2 separate regions of the Rattus norvegicus genome follow, and region 1 is linked to region 2. Evidence: chromatin contacts called from public Hi-C data. All regions are on one chromosome and are shown on one strand. Each heading gives the region's core, a stretch centred on a gene start, on an enhancer-like site or on the middle of the called end of the contact. The rest is flanking DNA. Distances are from core to core; before and after follow the strand shown.

The links. A called contact is a pair of places that touch in the nucleus more often than the background predicts.
Region 1: a Hi-C map of Schwann cells shows a contact between it and region 2, with 2.1 times the contacts expected there. The contact joins two enhancer-like sites. A contact is called at or near these places in 4 of 12 Hi-C or Micro-C datasets (Schwann cells, hepatocytes, mammary epithelial cells and 1 more).

Annotation. Positions count from the first base shown.
Region 1 is chr6:12,942,228-12,948,080 of GRCr8, forward strand. All of the region lies in intron 15 of Ttc7a (tetratricopeptide repeat domain 7A), which reads right to left. Among named protein-coding and RNA genes, the nearest start is that of Mir3558, 9.7 kb to the left of the region's middle. Within about 2 kb of position 2,579, at least 56 of the 93 cell types and tissues checked have an H3K27ac peak or open chromatin away from gene starts, as enhancers often do. A contact at or near this core is called in Schwann cells, where this site is marked.
Region 2 is chr6:12,750,348-12,756,326 of GRCr8, forward strand. LOC120103462 (a long non-coding RNA gene) reads right to left here. Exons shown (of 3, transcript XR_010052445.1): 2 at 4,494-5,979. Among named protein-coding and RNA genes, the nearest start is that of Calm2, 92 kb to the right of the region's middle. Within about 2 kb of position 3,729, at least 50 of the 93 cell types and tissues checked have an H3K27ac peak or open chromatin away from gene starts, as enhancers often do. A contact at or near this core is called in Schwann cells, where this site is marked.

The sequences.
Region 1 (5,853 bases), core at 1,329-3,828, 190 kb after region 2:
TCAGAGCCCCATCCATGCCCTCATGTGTAAAACGCAAATGGTAATCCTATGGCTCCCGGGATGGGCGCTGGGAGGAGAGGATCAGTGCAGAAGTGCAACGCCCCAGGGTCTCAAGCAGGTCACAGCATCCAGCTACCCGGGTATTTAATCTGGCTCGATGTCACCCTACTCCACCATTAACTTCTTCATATCAGAGCTATACGGTCAAATTATGGTGGTGTAGCAGTACAAGCTTATGCTCCAAGCACTCAGGAGGTAGAGGCTGGAGGATCGTGTTTTATTAAAAATGACACCAATAAAAAGTCGAGCCAAAATGATTAAGCAGGACCAGGGCTGTGAGATGCCCAAATCCTCCAGGTTTCCTCCCCTTCTCTTCTTTCCACCCCAGGAATCTCCTGTCCCTCTAATCTGAGGGTCTCCTGGGATGTACAAGTGTCCAGCCTCACACCCCTCCACTGGGGCAGCAGGCAGAGAAGAGGCTCAAGTCTCTGCCATAGAGAGACCTTCAAACACAATAATGCATGGGGGAGTCTGGCCTCGTCTGCAGTGCAGTGGTTTAGGTCCAAGAACAGAGGTGTCTCTGGAGACCCGGAAATGTGGATGCCAGAGAGACCAGGTAACTAGGAGACCGGAAAAGCAGGGATAAAGTTCTGGAGTAGGTATAGAGGTCCCCACTTCATGACAGAATAACAGGATGGGCACGGAGCCAGGGGGCAGCTGTCCTCCCTCCGCCACCCACAGCACCAGCTAGGTTCCCATTCAGTCTGTAATCGTCAGGCTTCTTTCTGCAAGGAGGCCCAGACCTCATGTAGGATGCCAGGGTCACACTAAGCGATGCAGGGCTCCCTAGGTCCTCCATATTCCACTGCTCTGGGGAAGGCAGGAGGGCTGATTACTCAGGCACATACTTTATGAGGGTGTGATTTTTACAGGGACCCTAATGGGGATGGGCTCCCTGAGAGGGGAGGCGCCACCCCTAGCTTTATTACTTTCCCTCAGACTAATCTTCAACACTCAAGGGACCCTTTTTAGCAGTTCTTAACCTTAAAGCTAATGATTTTCCCCTGGTGTAGAGGATTACTGTGACCCAAGTTCCCTAATCCTTGAAGACTCACAATGATCCTCTGCCTCTTAATAAATTGAACTCGATCCGACTTTGAAGCTTTAAAAGGCAACAGCCCGAAAGTCTCAGCTTCTGGAGTACCAGCTCCTGGCCTTCAAAGGCCCTGCCCCACCTGGTGAGGAGCCCCAGCCTGGTACGCTGTGCCCCGAACATACTCTTCCCACCAGTGCAGTACTGACTGCCGGCTGACCCACCCCACCAGCCTCCCAATGCCGTCCTACCACAGATAACTAAACAACCCCCTAGTAAGCTCTCCAGACTTGAACACGACTCAGACAACAAAGGCCTTGCAGGCTGTTCGAGAAGCTCTTAGGTAGGACAAGGGTAGGCTCTGGCCTGGAATATAGATAGCTTTAGTCTCTGCATCTGTGTTTTCCACCCAGTATAGCTTTTTCCACTGAGGAGACAGGCTCTTGTGGGCAGAGCACAGATAATGAAGACAGGCCTCTGTCTTGGGTCCTCTCGAATCACACAGAACAAGACCACAAGAGAGCTGAGAAGAAGAAATGCTGAATGTCAACCCAGCTCAGCCAAGGAGGAGGTGACCTTTGAGAAGGACCTGAGGGGGCCAGCGATTATGCCTGGCTTAGCACTTCCTCGGCCACATGGCCAGAGAGTCCTGGCTGCTGTCCCCACGCACTGTGGCCGCCAAGCATGTTTAATGAACCCAGCAGAGTGATAAACTATGTTTGTGTTAATACCTTTGATTCCAACCCCTCCTCAAGTGTTGGTATTTTAAGCATCCTTTTGATGTGCCACAAGTCCTTAATAAGAACAATCCAATAAACACACTGGGTTTACGGCAGAAATGTTAACAGAAGTCCCGGACTCTGATCCCTTCTGCTTGGTGGGTTGCCCCTCCAGAAATGTGTCCCGTGCAACCTGATAAATAGGTGTGCATGTGAGGGGCAGGCAGATAACTCGGAGAAATGCCCTAGAGGCTCAGCTTCAGCCTCGACTGGATCTAGCTACAGACAGGCTCCAGCTAATACCTAGTTATATCACGTCAAACATTTTCCAAAACAGCCCTGGTTTCCTGGGGCAGATGGCTGCAGCAGTGCATGTGTTGATCTGGGGCGAGCAGTGGCTTGTGCAGAGAGCCACATTGTTCCTACACTGGCAAAGTCCTCTGGGGCTCTGACACACATTCCCTCAAGACTTCCCAAGTCTCCTAGGGCCAGGGGGCTGGGCCAGCAGGGGCTCTCAGGAATGCCTACTGTGTCAGATAATGGGTGGGGAGGTGGCCCTGCCCACTGTGGAGCTAGGAAGAAAACACACACACTTGCTCCCCTGTCACTTGAGGGCCTTGGGTCCTCAGAGTCAGCCTGGCAGGCCGCCAGTGCTGGGCGGGGGGAATGACTGACAGCTTGCTTATTGGAAAGCTCCCATCCTTGGCCTAGGAACTTTGTTTGGTTTCTATGGTGACCTTCACTACAAGGTCCTGACTAAAGCTAAAGGAATGTGTTACCTAAAACCATCTCCTTACAGTGTGCACCATGGCCATTCCTCCCTACCCCATACTCCTGTTCCTCCTGGTCAGGCTTCCCAGCTGCCTCTTCATGGGAAGGGCCAGCAAAGACAACTCTGGGGCTGCTAAAATTCTCACATTCCCCACAGGAAGCCCGTGGCCTGCCTGGCCTTGGGCCTCCTGGCCGCCTGGTACATGTGTCCAGGGCTTAGTGGGAAGCCCATGGGATTTCAGGAAGCTGCTGGGGGTATCTGGTTTCCATCATACCAGGCTGTGTGAGGACATACAGTGTTGTCCCCGTGGAGGAATCAGTCTCTGCCTCGTCACGTTTCCGCCTTTTTAAACCTGAGCCGTGTTAACCAAAGGCCATCCTCCACTTGGCTTCTTAATCCCTGAGTGAGAAGGGTTTTCAGAAGCTGGGCTCACCAAGGCTGGGTTCTGCCCCGCATGCCTAGATGGTGCCTGTGTGGGAACACTGACTGTTCCCTGTGTCACTCACAGCCCAGCCTCATCCATACCCCTTCCTTCAGCTCCTGGCTCACTCACACCCTCAGTGCCAGGTGTCAATGGGACTTTGTGGCCTTCTCTCCACACTGAGACCTTGGACACAGCAGTCTACCAACCTGTAACCTTCAGTCCGAGTCTCACAGCGCACTTGAGAAGCAGAAGAGCAGGGGAGATTTTCAAAATTTATTTTATTTAAAGAGGAACACGTTGCTGCGGGCGGCACCTAAGCCACAGAAGTGACTCACGGCAGTGACCTGACCAGCTCTCACACTAGGATAAACTCATAAGGTGGGGGTCTGCTTAGCGGCCAGCTTCCTCCTTTGTCTAGGCCTCTCCCAAGCAGCAGAGGGCCACAAAGTACCCCTACACTGACCTGCTGGCTTCTGTCCTCCATGGGGACAGTTCTTGGATCCACTGAACTGATGACTCTGCACAAAGGAAAAGTCTCTAGAAGGCTTGGCCACCAGGATAGCCCTGCAAGGTGCTTGGTGGGAGACAACCTATGTCACAGGCCTGAGAGTACTTTGTTAGGGATGGTGAGGTCAGGCCGAGGCGGTTTGGTCTGGGTTGCTTTGCTGAGCACTATTTACTGGACTGCTGGTTTAATTAACTGCTAGCAAGAGCTAGAGCCCCACATGGCCTCTCCTAGCTCAGGGGGCAGGTGGGGAAGCAGGACACACAGTCAATCGAAAAGCAATGACATTTTTCAGTGATCCCTGACCCATAATGGTCTCAATGACATTTCCTGCTAATCCATGGGTTTCTGCATTCCAGGGTTTCATCTGTGGGGAACAGTTTTAATTTATTTGCAAAGGGACTCGGTCACTGGATAGAACTGGTGTGTGTGTGTGTATAACTTTTTTTCTATAAGAAAGATTTATTTTCTCACACTCTGGTGTCTTGAATGAATTCCTGTCTGGTTAGTTTTGTAGCCTTTGAGGGCCAGTTCAGATCAAAGCAGAGCTCTGGGTCTGGGAGCTGATGAAGAACAACTTCTCCACATCACCTGACCCTGCTAACTGAGCAAACTGAGTAGGGGAGTTCTCCTCGGGGTCCATCGCACTCATTCCCTGTGCTCTGCAGAACACTCAGTAGTAACAGGGAACCACACAGTGCAGTGTCTCACACCCTAGAGCTAGCTCCTGCCGCCCCTCAGTGCAGTCTCTGTCAGTGAGCAGTTCTCATGGCATAGGCTGCCCCCTTAAGGCTCTTCCCGCAGAAGCACTATTTTCCAGGCAAACACCACAGTCTAGACCAACACCCACTTCCACCATCACCACAGCCCTGGGGTCGTGGCCCCTTTAAGAACCTGCTGAAAGCTATCTCCTTGCAAACAGAAAGGTTTTCATTCACATACATACACCCATGGGACTCCTCCTGAAGGGGTGGAGGTGGAGTGGTAGGCACAAGGCTCAAAGCCCAAACCTCTCCCTCTGCCTGTGAGTGCAGTTGGGCAGAGCAGTGTGGGAGGAAGGAGCTGTCCAATCCATTCTAGAGCAGCAACAGGATAGTGAGAGTGAAGCCACTGGGAGAAAGCATCTTCCTGGGGTGGTCGCGGAAGCAAAGGAGTAGATCCTAGCATGTCTCACACAGCTTGGGGTTCAGGCAGACTTTCGGCAAGGGAAATGGCCTCTCAGAGCAGGCGGGGGTGGGGTAGGATGGGGGATGGGGTGGGGTGGGGTGGGATGCTGGGCCAGTAGGACATTCAGTGCATGAAAGATGCTGAGAGGCGAAGAGGGAGGGCCAGGGATGGGAGGTGTAGCCCTGTGGGCGGGGTGCTCCTTCCCTTCCCACTCAAGAGTTCCGAGCTTTTCTCCTTGAGTGTTTCTTTTCCCACTTTGTCCAACCAACAGAGTAAACACACACACACACACACACATACGCACACACGCACATGCACACACAGGCACGCATGCCCACAGAGTAAACACACACACTCACACACAGGCACACACACACACACGCACACAGAGTAAACACACACACGCACACGCACACAGAGTAAACACACACACACACGCACACACACATAGGCACACACGCACACACATGTACACAGAGTAAACACACACGCACGCACACATACAGGCACGCACACAGAGTAAACACACACAGGCACGCACACAGTAAACACACGCACACGCACACGTGCAGGCACGCAGACCAGCAGCAGTGAGTCAGGACCTGCCAGGTAGGTGAGGATAGAGTCTGGGAGAAGCAAGGATCCACTGTGGACAGCAGAGGCCTCTTCTCATCTGGATTTTTACTGTATATAAAAACCACAGGGCTGGGACAATAACTGCGTGGGTAAAGGCATTTGCCACCAAGCCTGAAGACCTGGGTGCTATCTCCAGAATTCACACGACAGAAGGAGGGAACCGACGACTTCGAGGTGTCCTCTGACATGCACACGTGCCATCGCACATGTGTACTACTTCATATAAATGTAGCTTTTAAAAATTAAAAATAAATAAAGCTACCACCTGGCACTGCTGTATGACACCTGGGTTTCCTGTTGCCCACAACTCTTGGTCTATGCTTCAGTATCCTTGAAGCGTCTTATAAAAGTGAATGATCATTTCTCCAAGGCTGGATGGAGCCAGGCTCGAAGCCCTAGCTATCCCCCTATACAAGGATGGACTATCAAAGCAGACACATGCTCTACACCTTATGAAGAGCTAGGATCCACTGGGCAGGAGAGTTGGGTATGTGGAGAGGACCGGATAGCATCAGGAATTGGGCTGGGGGTGGTTTA
Region 2 (5,979 bases), core at 2,479-4,978:
ACATACAACCCTTCCATATATATTAAAGCTTCTCTATGTTATTTAGAATACCCAGGGCAGTGTAGAGGCTATGCAGACAGTGATACTGTGTTACTTAGGCAGACACAGGCAAGAAGAGAGCTATAGCTCTATAGGGAATTGAATCAGGGACCTCTGGGAGAGCAGCCAGTGCTCTTAACTGCCGAGCCATCCCTCCAGCTCCTCGATTTCTTCCTCTTGATGGACTGTGATTAAAACACATCCACAAAAGCAACTAAGAGAGAGTGAGTTTATTTTGGCTCATGGTTCAAGGGTCACGGTCCATGATGATGGGAAGGAAGTTCGAGAGGCAGGAGCTCGAGGTAACTGGTCACAGTGATCCACAGTGGCAGAGAACAACGGGCCCAGAGAACACAAACGGGCCCAGTCCAGTTAGCTTCTGTTTTCTTTCTTTCTGTTTAGAAACAGGGTCTCCCTATATATCCCTGCCTGTCCTGGAACTCACAATGTAGACCAGGTTGGCCTGGAACTCACAGCGATCCACCTGCCTGTCTCTGGAATGAGCTACCACGCCCTGCCTTCCTTTCCATGTGGCCTAAGACTGGAGGGCAGGGAAAGTACAGTCTACTGTTTTTGTTTTGTTTTGTTTTTCTTTTTTTTTTTTTTCCGGAGCTGGGGACCGAACCCATGGCCTTGCGCTTGCTAGGCAAGCGCTCTACCACTGAGCTAAATCCCCAACCCTACTGTTTTATTTTTCAAGCAGGGTTTTTCTGTGTGCCCCCAGGCTGTCCTGAACTTACTCTATAGACCAGACTGGCCTTGAACTCAGAGATTCTCCTGCCCCTTCCTCTCAAGTGCTAGGACTAAAGGTATGCACCACCTCCTGGCTTAATGTAGTTTACTTTTTTTTTTTTGGTTCTTTTTTTCGAAGCTGGGGACCGAACCCAGGGCCTTGTGCTTCCTAGGTAAGCGCTCTACCACTGAGCTAAATCCCCAGCCCCAATGTAGTTTACTTTTAAGGTAGGTCTTCCTACCTCAATTAGTGGAATCCAGACCATCTCTCTGGTAAGGGCCAGAGACTAACAGAATCAAGACAGTCCATTCAGCTGAAGAGATGGCTCAGTGGTTAAGACTGACTGCTCTTCCAGAGGTCCTGAGTTCAAATCCCAGCAACCACATGGTGGCTCACAACCATCTGTGATGAGATCTGATGCCCTCTTCTGGTGTGTCTGAAGACAGCTACAGTGTACTTATATATAATAAATAAATCTTAAAAAGAAAAAAAAAAGCAGTCCTTCATAGGTGCACCCAGAGGCTACCCTAGTGAAGAAAATTCCTCACAGATATGCCCAGAGATTTGTCTCCTAGGTGATTCAAGACCCTGTTAACATTGGCAATATTAACTCTCAGACTAAGACCTTGATATCCAATATTGGTTGAGTCCATGGGTGATGAACCTACATTTGGCTGGACTGAAATATGTCCTGTCAGTGGGTGCATGGCTGTCACCTACATCCTGGACACTATCTGTTGGTAGTTTTAAACCTTCGACCGACCATGAGGATTTTTCCTTTCTATTGTCTTCAAAGGGCTTCATGGTTTTCTTTACATTTGCATATGAGTCCATTATATAAAGTACTAAGAGGATTCAGTCAGAGTGACGGTCACCAGTGAGTGTGTGAGTGTGTGTGTGTGAGGGGGGGGGATGGAGAGTTATCATATTGATGAGTATGCAGCTTCAGTCCGGTATAATGAAAAGCTCTAGATCTGTCCTTCAGGAGCGCCCATACAACACGGTAAATGTGCTTACTGCCAATGGACTAACATGTCTCGAGTGGCAAATTGTATCACTTCAGAATGTCTGTTTAGGGATTCTCCTGTGAACTGTTTGCAACATGTTTCTAGATCACTCATTAATTGATGGGTTAAAGGCAGTCACTGACAGGTGCTCATTTGATATCTGCATAAGATTTATGATTTTTCCCTTTTAATAAGTGGTTAGGAGCTAAAGTATCTGCTGCTTAAGCTGAAAGAACAGATCAAAGGAAGGAGGGAAAGAAGCGAGCAGGGGCGGGGGTGGGGTAGAAGAAGCGGAGATAGGACAGGAAAGCCAAGAGGGTGGGATGGGAAGCGGGTGGACGAGCAGAAAGTGCAGAGAAAAGCTGGAGGGAGGGGCCGGGAGGAAGTGGGAGGGCTTCCCTTCTGACCCATACATGTGTCAATCCTCTCCCTTGGCTTGAAGGAGTCTCTATTTTGACTCTGCTTCGAATAACCCTCTCTGTCCCTCAGTCCGAGAATGAAGAAATTATTTTCTGCCTCTGCCGTTTCCCAGGTCACCAGTTATATTAAGCCGAAGTCCCTTGGTGGCTGCTGTCTATAATTTTCCACTCCACACCCTTTTGAGTCAGATTGCAAAATAAGGCCATTTTGAAACTTGGTTTCCTCCTGGTCAGGGCAGGGAAGATGTGACACAGGACTTTTGTGACCCTCTGCAGCTCAGGCAGGAACTTAGATTAGCAACTGGAAGAAGGGTAGGAGGAGGCAGCAGGTTGCTGGGACCCCAGTCAGACCACCCAGAGGTGCTCTATACAATTTCTAGCCTTTGGGGGTGGGAGGAGGGCATGGACCTGACGGGGGCATGGGCGGGGACTGGCGAGATGAGACGACACACCAGAAACGAAGGAGGCTCTTGGCGTCGTGGAGAACGGAGGAAATCAGCCACCATTCTTACAAATCTCTCAGAATCCAAAGTGCTCCCCGCGGTCCCCATCTCCCATTTGGGCTGCGGTGGAGCCGGCCTCCTGGCCACTCCCTGTTCTCCGGGTTGGAGCGCCTTCCCCTCTCCCCACCCATCACTTTGACTCACACTTTCTTTTTATTTCCTAATGGTTTACATCCTCCCTTGAGCACTCACGTGTACTTTATCTCTGAGCTGGCCACTCTGGCTCGTACTTCCCAGTGTGCTGCAGGGCCGGAGCCCAGGCTGATTTCTGTCTTAGTTAAGGAACAGCAGGGTAGACAAAGTGACCAGAGAGATGTGGGTGGTGGCCGCAGCAGGAGGCTCATAGGTGTTGTGGGTAGCCTTCAGTTCTGGCTTTTCTTGTGAGGGAAATGGGGAGCCATTGCAGGGGATGAGGAGAGGAGAGACTAGAGAGGTTTAAAGTCCCCATGATCTTAAGTGACATCCGGATATTTTCAGAGAGCAAACCGTTCGGGGCTCAGATTTCGGGGTACTCACAAAGATCTTCGGGAACATGGGACCAAATTCGCAGGGAACTTGAGGATGGTGGGAGTTTCTCCTTGACTGGTCAGGAAATGGGATGCTCTTTGTGTCTGTGTCTTCTCCTCCCTAGATATCAGCCGCGCACTGATAGGGCTTTCTGCCCCTGGACACAGAATAGGCTTAGAGTCTTTCAGGAAAAAAACTCATCAAAAATAGGCAGAGAACCCTGACCTACCAAACTGAGACACTGACACTGGCTGTAACAGAGGCTCAGGAAGAATAAGGCGGACTTCCAGGAGGAGGGAGGCTCCACTACCTAGAGATAAAAGACAGGCAGGAGAAAACCTTTCCTTGCAGCCCTCCCCCGGGCACAACTGTTGGCTCTGAGTCCCCTTCAGGCTTGCCCAGGCACACGAGCGCTAATTTAAAAGCCTCGCTAAGAGAAGTGAATGACTTCTTCAGTCGATGACATTTTCCAGGCTCTTTCCCCCAGCTCGCCCAGAAAACGCACAGCATTAATAACCAATAAAAGTTAAGAACGTCACCTCCCCACCCCTCGGTAATTCTTAAGGGTGAAATTTCTGGTCTGGGGACGTCCCGGGTTGTCCCCTCAGGTAGGGAACTTCCGGAAACGCCTCCACTCCCTAAACAACCGAAGGTTCCCCCCCCCCCACCTCCCACCTCCTCTCCTGGGAGGCGAGCGGCCGCAGGTGCGGAGGGCGGGGCGGCGGCGCGTGGAGTGCGGCCCATGGCCGGCAGGGGGCGCAGGGGAGCCGATGAATCCGGGGAGGGCTCCAGGCCCTCCGCCGTCGCCTGCCCAGCCCCCCACTGCAGCTATAGGTGTATTTACCGGAAGGTCACCCTAGTCCCTTCTCTCCGGCCCACCCTTTCCTCTCAGGTGTGGCCGCGGGAGAGGGATTCCTCCTGAGATCCTGCGGACGATTGTCAGGACCGTGAGGATCAGCGGCTTTGTGGCAGGAGAGATGCCAGAGCCTCCTTCGCCCCCCCTGCCCTACCATTAATAGCCTCAAAGTCCTGGGACTAAGCAAGAGGCTAAGGACCCCCGAAGTAGGACTCGGGCCCTATTTACTCCTGCAGAGCCTGGAGCGTGATAGGAACCTGTCCTGTTTGGGTTAAACGAAAGGACTTTTTTTGCCTAGGGGCTTCTTCTGCCATCCTCCTGTTCATCCAGCTGCTTACCTGTGTCACATAGTCCCGTTCCCCCTCCCTCCACCTCCACTCCCCCACATTCACCCACCCCTGCCCCAGGCCAGGTCTTCCCAGGCCTTACCTCGGGCTCTTTCACTGCTCCAAGGGCTCACTAGGTGGTCGGCCTAAGTCCCTTACATAGCCTTGAAGCTGTGCCCATCCTATTGAAGGGTAGCGAAACACACCACCCAGACACGGGCCACTTTAGCATAAGGATTATTTTGAGCAAAGGCAGCTGAAAAGGAACAGAAGCAAGAGGAACCCTCCCTCCCCCGTTTGCCTAAAAGCTGGATGGAAATGTACACGGATGTCCCTGTTCTCCGCTTTACCCGGAAGGTGGTATCATGGAAGACACTTGAGACCTTCGTCCGCCAGAAGTGGCACGCAGCAAGCAGAGATTGAAGAGTCTTTGTCTCCTGTTTTTTTTCCTCTCTCTGATTTGCCTTTCACAGTCGATACCTCTGGGGAGTGTAGTTCTTGTTTCTTCCGCCTTCCCCTTTCCTAAAATTGTACTGCTCTTTGTGGAAGTGTCATTCCTTCCTTTATCTCCCATGCGCCACACTTTTAATAAACTATTTTCCTCTTGTTAATCTTTGTTTAGAGATTCGGGCCAAGAACTCCCCACCACCACCCTATTTTAAGGCACTTGGCACATTGTTTTGATACATCTACTTGAGAGAACATAGTTTGATCTGTCCTTCCTGGGAGCTGCCTCTCCCACCTTTTCCCTCTCAGGCTTGAGACCAGATGGGCGGCAGCTTCGAATCCTTCAGGAAGCGTCCTTTGTTGGCCATCCTTGAGTTTTCTCAGCTCTGACCTGAAGCACATGCTCCTTGGATCTGTTTCTTGCATTTGTACCCTCGTGATTCTGGGGAAAATCAGTGTTCCCTTTTAGGATTCTTGGTCTCATTAACAAAAGAATTAAAGAATGGATTCAAATTGCAGGTTGAAGTTAATTTTTCTTAGAATTTAAAAGGAAAACATCCCAAGGCACACAAGCTGTAAACGCCAGGAGCTGCATAGAGAAGGAGGTAAGATGGAGACAGTCAGGCCACTCGAGCTGGCTTGGAGGTCAGCCACATGGGGGAGGGGAGCGGGGCATTATAGAAAGAGCAGGGATGACCACCCACAGTATCAGAAAAAGCTCTCTTGGTTCTGGCCAGTGTCAAAAGAGGGGTTTGTGGAGAGGAAGAAAATGGGAAGTTGTACTTTCTGGCTTACACCTCAGAAGGGTAGGCAGACCCAGAAAAGACTTATGGGTCAGCATTAGGGGAAAGAATTCTGGGAAGGAAAAGTACGGTGTCTCGTTAAAGGGAAAAACGTTCTGCCTATTTATCTAACATGGTTTAAGGTAAAGCTGTCTTCTCACCGGTGGTCTCTTGGCCCGGTGATTGAAACAGAGACTGGAATATCTGGAAAGTTAGGTCTTTACCCGTCACTAGTTCTCTTCACTTCCTCCCTCTGCATCCTGGTTTTGTTTGTTTGTTTGGTTGGTTTGTTTTGTTTGTTTGTTTGTTTTGTTTTGTTTTTCTTTTTTCTTTTTTTTGGAGCTGGGGACCGAACCCAGT